Regions from separate parts of the Rattus norvegicus genome. Here region 1 is linked to region 2. Evidence: chromatin contacts called from public Hi-C data. All regions are on one chromosome and are shown on one strand. The core of a region is the stretch at or near the end of the contact, and the rest is flanking DNA. Distances in the headings are between cores, read along the strand shown. Region 1 has its middle 50 kb from the start of Thumpd3. Region 2 overlaps Srgap3 (SLIT-ROBO Rho GTPase activating protein 3).

Evidence for each region. A called contact is a pair of places that touch in the nucleus more often than the background predicts.
Region 1: a contact with region 2 is called in a Hi-C map of frontal cortex, with 2.0 times the contacts expected there. The contact joins two enhancer-like sites.

Annotation. Positions count from the first base shown.
Region 1 is chr4:147,688,661-147,693,994 of GRCr8, reverse strand. No RefSeq gene overlaps it. Among named protein-coding and RNA genes, the nearest start is that of Thumpd3, 50 kb to the left of the region's middle. Within about 2 kb of position 3,889, at least 16 of the 93 cell types and tissues checked have an H3K27ac peak or open chromatin away from gene starts, as enhancers often do.
Region 2 is chr4:147,426,980-147,432,203 of GRCr8, reverse strand. Srgap3 (SLIT-ROBO Rho GTPase activating protein 3) reads left to right here. Exons shown (of 22, transcript NM_001191975.1): 12 at 3,167-3,269. The region is part of intron 3 of LOC102548080 (a long non-coding RNA gene); the gene reads right to left. Among named protein-coding and RNA genes, the nearest start is that of Rad18, 53 kb to the right of the region's middle. Within about 2 kb of position 1,988, at least 17 of the 93 cell types and tissues checked have an H3K27ac peak or open chromatin away from gene starts, as enhancers often do.

The DNA of each region.
Region 1 (5,334 bases), core at 2,640-5,139, 260 kb before region 2:
GGTTCAGCTAGCTGTGGCCTCCTGAGCCTGGCTAGGATGCTCATGCCAAGGCCAGTCTCCTCTTGGGCTGTCTCCACAGTGACAGTTACACCAGTTGGAAGCTCTCCCTGCCCAGCCTCCTTCCCTCTCTCTTCATAGCGTCAGGACATATGGTTTGAGTCTCTCCTCGCCACCCCGGCTCCCTCTCCTCCACAAGTGTTTTGCCCAAGATGTCTCTTGCATGTTTAATTCCTTTTTTTTTAAAATTTTATGTATGTGAGTACACTGTCACTGACTTCAGACACACCAGAAGAGGGCATCGGACCCCATTACAGATGGCAGTGAGCCACCATGTGGTCGCTGGGTTAATTGAACTCAGGACTTCTGGATGAGCAGACAGTGTTCTTAACCGCTGAGCCATTTCTCTAGCCCGTTTAATTCTATCTGAACACCATCTTCTAGAAGGTCCAACCTGACAACTCTTTATTCTTCAGAATCTGAATGCTGGGCAACACAGGATAGCATGTGTTACTTACAGACCTTTAAGGATACAATGAGGTTATGTGGTGAAGGATTGTTGTGGACCTCTGTCCTCAAACATAGCCATCTCCATTGTCATCCGAGCAGCTGTGACTACTGTGGATGCTGCCTTGTAGAAGGAGCAGGTGGGGTAGGTCAGTGGCTCTCACCTGAGATTTCAGCCACTCCCATGCCTGCCTCTCTGCCAGCTGTGTATAATTCTGCTCCAGCTGCACATGGTCTCAGGACACACTAGAGCAGTGGAAATCCTGCATATCAGATATTTACATTACGATTCATAGCAGTAATTTAATAGTTATGAAGTAGCCATGAAATAATTTAATGCTTGGGGTCAACACAACATGAGGAACTATATTAAAGGGTCACAGCATTAGGGAGGTTGCAAACCACTGATCTAGAGTATATAGAACGTGAAAGGCGGGGGTGGGGACGGGGAAACGACTCCATCTATACAGCTATGGGGAAATCCATGTGTCAATGCAGCTGCTTTGAGGGTAACCCATGCTTCTGTAAGTAAGCCTCACAAACTGGTTGGTTCACCAAAGCAGACCTGGGGAGAATTGTTACTTTGGCCTGTCACTGGGGTTTTGGCCGAATTTGCTTTCTATGGCTGTGGTGAACATTAGGACCAAAGGCAACTTCAGGAAGGGAGGGTTTATTTGGCTTGGTTTATTTGATCATAGTCCATCATAGAGAAAAGCCAGGGTAAGGGCAGAAGCCAAAAACCTGGAGGCAAGAACGGAAGAAGAGGCCATGGAGGATTGCTGCTTACTGGCTTGCTCCCCATGGCTTGTTCAACCTGTTTTCTTAATGCAACCCAGGACCACCTGGCCAGGGATGGCACCACCCACAGTGGCTGGGCCCTCTCTCATCAACCATCTGTCAAGTTGGAGGCACTGTGACAGAGGCAGTTCCTCGGTTGACATTCTCTCTTCCCAGATGACTCAAGCTTATGTCAGTTGACAAACCAAAAACCCGAACCAGCACATATCCTATCTGGGATGTGCAGTCGTGTGAGCATTGTCTCCAGAGGAAAAGTACACACAATGGGGATTTAGCAGCAGGCTAGCAGGGAGTAAGGGCTCAGTGAAGGGTATCTGTGGCTGTTGTCAGCTCGACTGTCTTAATTGACCTTGTGCCAGGGGCCCTGGTGAAGAGCCGCATTTCAGTGCCATTAGTTTGTTTAGGCTGGTGGCTGCCTCTGAATCTCCATGTCCTTAGATGTCCCTTGAGGAACTAGGAGCTAATCTGTGCAGGAACTGGGAACAAGAGGGAGGTCTGGGGAAAGAAAGAGATGAATTAGAGGCCTGTTCTGAATAAATATGGGCTTAGCGGTCGGCCGGGGCTCTGCTCCTTGTTGGCCACTGGTTATCACGTGATCAGGACACGGGTGCTGCTCAGGAGCTGAGTCGTCAAAAGGGAAGATGGGGCAGATAGTCTTCGAGCAGAGAGAGCCCTCATGAGGGATGCAAATGCTGGTGGTATCTCCCTGGGCACCGCCATTGGAGCAAGTCAGCTCTTCTGGCTTCTAGGTGCGTCCATACAGTGTGTCCATCTTACAAGTGCTTAGTCAGATCTCTGTTTCCCGCCAAGTGGATCGTTTACTAAGCACGGAGACCCCCAACCCTGACCAGGGTGCACCTCTAAACATTGGCACAAAGCTCAGCCAATCCGGAACCTGGTACCTAAGACAGTACATCTGTCAAAGAGCAGGTTTATTTTAGCTCACAGTTTTGAAGTCTCAGTCTGTGCGTGGTTGCTCCCCTTGCTTCTGAACCCGGGGTGAGGTACATCACAGTGGCAGTGCACAGTGTGGAAGAGAACCCTTCACCTCAGGTGCAGATAATCGAAGAGACCAGAGACCCATCATTCACATCGGGTCTTGCCTCCCCTAAAGCTTCTCCCTAGGGCTCCATATCTTGAAGTTCTGCCTCCTCTCAGCAACACCTAGCAACACCATGGCCCAGAATCCCAGCCTTAAACACATGGCTCTTTGAAGGACATTTAAAATCCAAACTGCAGCACGTTGACAGTTTCCTGACTTCTCTCCCCTGCGGTGGTCAAATGGATTTAAGAAGTCCATGTTTATCAAGTGTAATTCCCATTATCCATGTTAGTCCACACTTTTCAGGTTGTCAGTCTTAGGTGCTGACACAGTGAGTGATGCAGTCTTCTGGTTCCTTCTCTACTCACATGGTTACTTGGGGGAGGGGCTAAATGAAATCATAAGAATAAATCATTCCCAACAAGGTTAATCATGTCATCAGTCATCAGACAGCATTCGGTAAATGATACATATCATTTAAGTCATTCAGGATGAGTGTATGACAAGATCTGTACAGCATCACGCCTAGAGTTAGCACCACCCTGCCTGCACACCCTCTCTCATAGGAAAGTCTCAAGTTGTGTGCTTACAGTTATAGAGTAGTAGTGGGGTGGCGATAACTCATGTCTACAATCCCAGCACTAAGGAGGCAGAGGGAGGAGGATCTCTATGCGTTCGAGGACAGCCAGAGTGAATTCCAGGACAGCTGGAAACCCTGTCTTGAAAAACTAAAATGTATGAACAAATGAACAAACAAACAAACAGCTAGGCATAATTGTGCATGACTTTATTCCCAGCACTCAGGAGACTGAGGCAGGAGGACCTCTTGGGAGTTTGAGGACAGCTTGACCCTCATAGCCAGCCAGAGGTATAATAGTGGGCCCCTGTCTCAAAACAATAACAACAACAACAACAACAACAACAATAACAACAACAAAATCCACCCAAACCATAAGTAAACAAAAGTTAAGGAAAAAAATAGAGACAGCGTTGTGACTTATCAGCATGTCCAGAACACATGATCACCATGTCTAAGATTCATTTTCTGCACTCTTCACAACACGTTACCATTTTGAAATAGCGTGGTAAGAGGTTGTGTTGGGGGAAGGGGGTTGACAATTGCAGGTATTATTATCACGGCCAGTTTCCGATGTCCTTTTACTGTTTTAAAATCTGAAATTCAGAGAATGGAATTGTCTTCCTTGGGTTGCAATGATCTGGTCAGAGCAGCCTCTAGGAATGTTCTCAGAACGCCTCACCAGGTGGCGCTCTTTCACCGGGATAGCTTCTTTCCAACTCCCTCCTACTTCCCAGCATGCAGTGGCCTCTCCCGACCAGGACAGCCTAGCATTGTAGAGCTAGCTGGGATATTGTGTCTAAGCCTTGTTTCAGACAGGGAGAAATAGCATTTTGAGAAAGTATGTCTCTGAGCCTAGGGGCCCCCCGTCATCAGGTGGTAGTAGGTGGAGTCCTGGTTTATTCGGTTCTGAACCTCATTCGTTTCCCACTGCGTTGCGTCTCTTACCCAGCTCTCTGCAGACTCTTCTTGTTCTTGCTTTGAAGGCTTTGCCTCATACTGGAACCCGGTGGGCAGAGCTAGTGTTTCCCTGCTAGGCGTTTGCCAGTTTCTGCTATTAAGGGTGGAGAAGGTATTTGGGAACAGGAAAGGATGTAGGCAGACTCTTGTCCTTTCTTCCACTTCCAGAGTCATTTGGGGCAGTGTATGTGCAGCTAGGGGCAGGGACCCTAGAACCAAACCGTCTTTGTCACAACCCTTCCCCTTCTCACAGCAGGATAACGGGCTGTGAATAAACTTGTGTCTCATTGTTCCATCCGTAAAGTTGGGACAATAAAATATCCCATGGGAGCTGTCCTAGGCGAAGCACTCACTGCGGTTGGAGGCATAGATATGAGAATGTGAGCGTTGTGGTTCACTAGCACCCTACCTGGACAGAGAAACTTCTGGGAGGATGCTGGGCTGCGCATACTGGCCCTCGCCTGTGTATTCTTGCCACAGCATCCTTTTATGAGACCTGCCACATATTTCAGTGGAGCTGTGTGATGTGGTGTGTTAACCTAGGCTCTCGTGCTCTTAATGGACCTGCAGCCCAACCCAGGGAAGTAGGTATTAATCGTGTTTCCATCACATGGAGGAGGCTCAGACATGACAAAGCCATATCTCCAGGGTCACTGCCTAGTGACAGGAGTGTGCCTCACTGTCAGGCCTGTCTGATTAAGGTGTAAGATTAAGCCATTTACTTCTGCATTCTACTGCCTCCTTTTGAAACTGGCAAAAACAGTAAGCACGAACCCCTCAACAGTGTGGGCATCATCCGTACTCAGGGTATTCCTGCAGGGTCCAGAACCACCCATCTGTAGGATGATGGCTCTTACTCCTCTAAATAACATCTGTCTGTCTGCCTGTCTGTCCGTCTGTCTATTAGCAGGATCCTCATCATAGCACTGGAGGAGCCGAAACTCTATTCGGATCAGGCTGACCTTGAACTCACAGAAATCCATTTTCATTCTTTTTTTTTTTTTTTTTTTTTTTCCGGAGATGAGGACCGAACCCAGGGCCTTGCGCTTGCTAGGCAAGCCCTTACCACTGAGCTAAATCCCCAACCCCGAAATCCATTTTCTTCTTCTTTTTCCTTGCATGTGCTACCACACCTGGCTAGATTTATTTCTGTTGTTTGAACTATATGCATGAGTCTGTGTTAATATATGCCACCTGTGTTGGGGGTGCTTGAAGAAGGCAGAGAGGCTGTTGGATCCCCTTGGAGCTGGAGGTTTGCATGCTGGGAGCCTGGTGAGGGTGTTGTTAAGCAAACTTTGATCCTCTGGAAAAGCAGTAAGTGCTCTCAAGCACTGAGCAGTTTCTTACTGCTCTTAACCTGGGGGACAAAGATGTAGATGTCATTCATGCTTTTTTTTTTTTTTTTTGCTCCCCCAAGGTCTCCTGAGTGACAAATACAAGGACTCTTAAATTA
Region 2 (5,224 bases), core at 739-3,238:
AGTTAAAGCCAGATTTGTGAACGGCCTCAATTCGCCATAGCCCTGCAGTTCTCGTAGCTGTTCAGCAGTCCCTATAGGCAGACCAGATGTGCTAATGTACTTTGAAGACTTGCTTAAAAATAAAGAAAGAAAAACAAGGCAAAGCGAGATGCAAACACCAGTATTTAATCATTGTGATTTGAAGGGAGGTCAGCCTCCTTAAGCAGGTTAACAAGAGGCCCTAGTCCTGATGAGAAGGGAGATAGTTGATGTTGCGACCAATCAGATGCAGCTTGGTATATATCCAATTTCAGTCAGCTTCCAAGAATCCACAAGCCCTTGAACATCAGTGTTGCCACCATTTTGAATACTGACACCCACATCTGTTGGGCTGTTTGGGGAAATTCTTAATCTCTTGCTTTTTGTCACAGACTAATTCTGAGGCCACAACCGTGTTGCCAGTGTATGCTAATTTTCATCCCTGCTGAAAGGCAGAGAGGGGCCATTGTCTCTGGTTTCCTTCTCTCCCCTCTGGTTTTCTCCTGTTTTCCCTTCTCTCTCTCCCTTTTTTTTGTTTTGTTTTGTTTTTTTGTTTTGTTTTTGCTCTGCAACTGAGCAGCAGAAGAGATGGAAGGCTTAGGCTGCCCCACTTTCCTTGGCTGAGCTGTCCCCCTGCTCCCCACTTTGTGCCCCACCCAGCATTCCAGTAAGTTGATACAGATTTGGTGTCATTCAAAGTTGGGATAGCTACGTTTCCTTGTCAGAGATTCCAGGCAGTACCCAGTGCACCATGGGTCGGGGAAAGAGGACTCCATGTTCTTTTACATTCTGAATTTGGCAGGGAAGATGGGGGAGTGTATCCATCTCACATTTATTTTCTTTTATTCTACTTTGCAAAAAATTAAAAAGCAAACTCCAGAAACGTTTCCGAGTTCTTTTCTGAAAACACTCCAACTGGATGCCCTAGAGCTTTTGATTCTGTCTTTTTGTTACCAAGATCTCCATTCTTGCCGGCCACGAGAGCTGGATAACAGCTCTCTCTACTTCATGTGGGTGCTGGAGCCTTGAGTAGGAAAAACTTCATTCAACTCTCAGCTCTTGATAGATCCCATCTGTGTGGCCGTTGACAGATTTCTTAATTTCTTGTGGGCTCCTTTGCCTCCCACGCTTGTGAGGAGGTTAATCCTGCAGACCCCAGAGCCCAACGTTCGACCAAAACACAATTGGTAGCATCGTGGGGGTTTTTTGGCTTTTACATTTGAGCATTCAAAAGCAGAGAGTCACTATATGAGAGTCCCCACTCCCTGTTTTCACACATTCTCAAAAAAGATACAGTATTTTATTTTTACAAACGGAAATGACATGGACTTAGCTAACCAAATTCACATAGATCCAAGATGGGCTGGAGATAATCTTGCCTGTTGTTGTTTCTCTTCGGAATTTCGGTTGTGTCGTTCTTTTGGTGCCCTTAATCGGATAGCATGCTGTTTGGACTCATTTGTTCCTTTGCCCATTTGCCCATGCATGTCCTGGAGTTAGCAGCCTTTGCTCAACACTTAAAAACATCCAGGAGGACTTGGCTAGAGTGTCCTGTATGGCTGGACTGCCGAAGGACATGGGCACAGTAAGCCCAAGGGAGAGAGGCAGCGCAAGCCTCTTCATGTTGATTGGTTCCCCAGTCTGTATGAGTCTTGCCTGTGTGGGCTGAGGATATACCTTAGTTTTGGTAGAATGCTTGCTTAGCATGCATGACCATGAGTTCCACTGCTAACAGCACATTAAACCCAGTGTGGAAGTGCATGCCTATAACCCCAGCACTGAGGGGATGGAGGCAGGAGGCAGGAGTATGAGGTCAGACTCAGCTACATAGCAAGTTTGAGGCCACCCTGGACTATATAAGATCCCTTCTCAGAAACAAACAGAAGGTTCTTGCCTATACACAGATATCAATCAAGACATGGGGAAGGGGCGAGCCTTTGCTTCTCATATATGCCCATTACCTGCCTGGCTGAATATACACTCATTGTTCCCATGGTTTGAACCAAACCATTTGAAAATAAGCTGCCTCGTTTGGGAAGCTGCTTCCTCTGAACATCCCAAAATCTCTCTCCTAATGCTGAAGGCCCCCAGCATTGAGTTAGGCCGGTTTGTGTAAGAAAATGAGCAGATAAGCCAATCCAGGCCTATGCATGGCAAGCAATTCTGGACACGGGTCTGGTGTCTGTGGCCATTTCATTGTTCCTGGTGGACTGTGGTATAAGGATTCCCCTCCCTGTGGAGAGAACACAGAGAATGGAGATCCGAAAGCAAAGCAAGACACTTTCAACCTGACTCCTGTCGTGGACTAACGGGGCAGAAGAGTGCAGCTAGAAATGACGGCGGCAAGACGTCCTGGCACCATGCCCATGACTTGAAACTTAAAAGACAACCAAACGACAAACAAACAAAAACAAACTGGACTTGAGGGGAAGTGGGTAGAGGTGGGTCTGACTCGCTGTTCTTTTTCTCTGAGCTTAGTTTCTGTAGAACAGAGCCACGTGTAATAGGAAGACACTAGGTTAAATATGGTGGTGATGGGTTTGACAGTGCTGTGATCCAAAATGTGCTTGACTGATGAGTGGGATAATAGCATTCCAGGCCACCTACGGATCCTAAAGAAGGTGCAGCTTGAATCCTGGCATCTGTCTGGCTCTCAGAGCCATGCAGCAAAGATGAGTCATATGCCTTTGAAATATCAAGAGGCGTCAGGAAGATAGTGCCCTCAGTACATTGGGAGTTGAGCCTGATTTAAGCCAAAATTATTAAATGAAGCCCCTGGATTATGTTTGAAAGTCTCTTGCTTTCTTGGGCTACAGATGACACCTTTCTCCCCTCATCCCTCCATCTGATCTGCAGGATGCCAGCCTCTGGTTGGCATTGCAGGGGCTACTTGTATATACCCCCCACCCCCCAATGTAGAATGCATTTGTGTTTTGTGAGAGTTGCTCCTGCTTGGCACTGTGGGTAAACTAAGATCGAAAACATCCAGAGGCCTTCAGATGGAACATGGGAAACGAATGTGTTGGGGGCCAGGGGCTCCCCTCTGCATTTTGTGTTCTCCTCCAGTTGTGGGTTTGAAGAGCATCTCTCCCAGCGGTATGTTTATGTTGGTTGCTTTCTTGATTTCTTTTGTTCCATTTTCCCCTAGGCCCCCCTGTCTTCCCCCTAAACCACAGAAAATGAGGAGACCTAGGCCTCTTTCAGTGTATAGCCATAAACTCTTTAACGGCAGTATGGAAGCGTTCATTAAGGTACTTGCTGGGGAGCCCTGGAGTCCGCGAATGAGTCCAAAGTAATGGCAGCCTCTCTTTCCCCTGTTCCTTCCAGCTAACAGCCCTGCCGAACCCTTAGCCAGGCCCCAGGCAGTTTCTCTCCATAGTCACGCTTCTGTGAGGCGGTTTATCAGAGCACGCTGCTTCTGACTAGCGGCCCCTAAGTGGCCACTCATCTCTCTCAGCCATACCGGGAGGGGTCTGATCAGTCACGCAGAAAGAGGTGGAGCCTCAGCACAGTGGTCCCAGCCAGCTGGCCTCCTTGCTGCAGGAGCTGCAGTCCTGACACCGGAAGGGCAGTTGAGGAAACTCCACTATTCAGCCTCACCCCCTCCTCCTGCAATAGAACTAATTGAGAACATGGGAAAGTTAGCCCCTGTGAGTTTCCGTACAAGGCAACTACGGTTTGTAGCTACGAGCACAGAAAGCCTCACTTTTCACTAAGAAAAGTTCCTTGCACTTAATTTGGCTTCTTGGTGATTGGTTTGAAAGATGGGAGGAGAGTTGAGGAAGTCCTTGTAAATGCCAGGTTAACCCTTGATTTGGAGCTTAGGTAAGTTCAAAATGCCTCAGCTAAGTGAGCTTACGTTCCCTGTTTTCTTTTATCAATGGGTGGAAGATCAAGCCACCCAGGATCAAACTGCTCAAGGCAGAGATGCTGTTGAGCTGTGTCCTTGGGGAAAGAGGAGGGGAGGTCTTAGCCAGCTTTCTGAAAGCCCCCCTGTAGCTGGTCTTTGCTACTTTGTGGGTTCTTCTTTTCCCCACCCTTTATCCCCCACCCCCAACACTAGATAGGAGAGAAACAAGGATTGGTTGGGGGGGAGACTTTAGGAAAGCCCACGAATCTAATCTCTTTCCTTTTGTTTCTTCTTTGACAACTACTAACAAATCGCAACCAAGCCCCCTGAACAACCACTGACCACCAACCCTGCCTAGTGGAGCTCTAGCGTGTATTTACCCTCTGAAAAGATTCCAAACATCGCACAATCCCAGAAACTAACCATAGATGGCAAAAACCACGCCTCTGCTAGAGCACAAACCAAATCATAGTCAGTCCCTGTGGACAGTCCAAAGCTTCCCCACACCTGAGATTAAGGTGAAAACACATTCTTATAATGTTTCTGGGTTTTTAAAGAAACAAAAATTCCAAAGTCGTCACTACGCCCACCAGGTGCCAATGAGGACAGTTTCTGCAGAGAAGAGGAGTGTGTCAGTCAGGAAAAGGACCGAGTCTTGTGGGAATCACTAGTGATTTTGGAGTTATAGAGGCTGCCCCTCACACCAACTTTCTGTTCTCTGCCCTCCCACCTCAGGCAGGGTACAGCCCAGACCTAGAGGACAGAGAAGGACTCAACCTCAGGGATGGGTGGAGTAGGCAGGACCATCCTAGTTCAAAGAACTACCTCTGCCTATAGACCAAGTCCTCAGAACAGAAACTAGAGAAAGAGAAAGAGGACTTTTCCCTGGACAAGGATAGTGGGAAATACCTTAGAATACTTTAAATGAGAATCCCTCAAGAACTGTGTGACCCATAGGGAGCCACTCAATGGGTCATGGCAGATGGAGGTGTTCCTAAAGAGCGCTTTGCTTCTTCAACACCCCTCTGTCTCCTCCTGTACTCCCTTCTCACTCACCTCTCCTTATTCATCAGTGGTGTCAAACTTCCTCTTAGAATGGATTCCCTGGTCCACTAGAATTAAAATCTCCGTGGAGCTGGAATGGTAATTTTAAGGCAAATCACACAAGCATAAGAACTTGAGTTCAATCCCTACAACCTATGTCCAAAAGCTAGGGATGGTGGCACACACTTGGAATCCTAGCACTAGAGAATCTGATAGATGCCAGTGGCTCCCTCTCAGCCAGCCTAGCTTAATCAGAGAGTTCAAAGTCAAGGTGGCTGCTGCCTGAAGAATGACATGTAAGATTGAACTTTG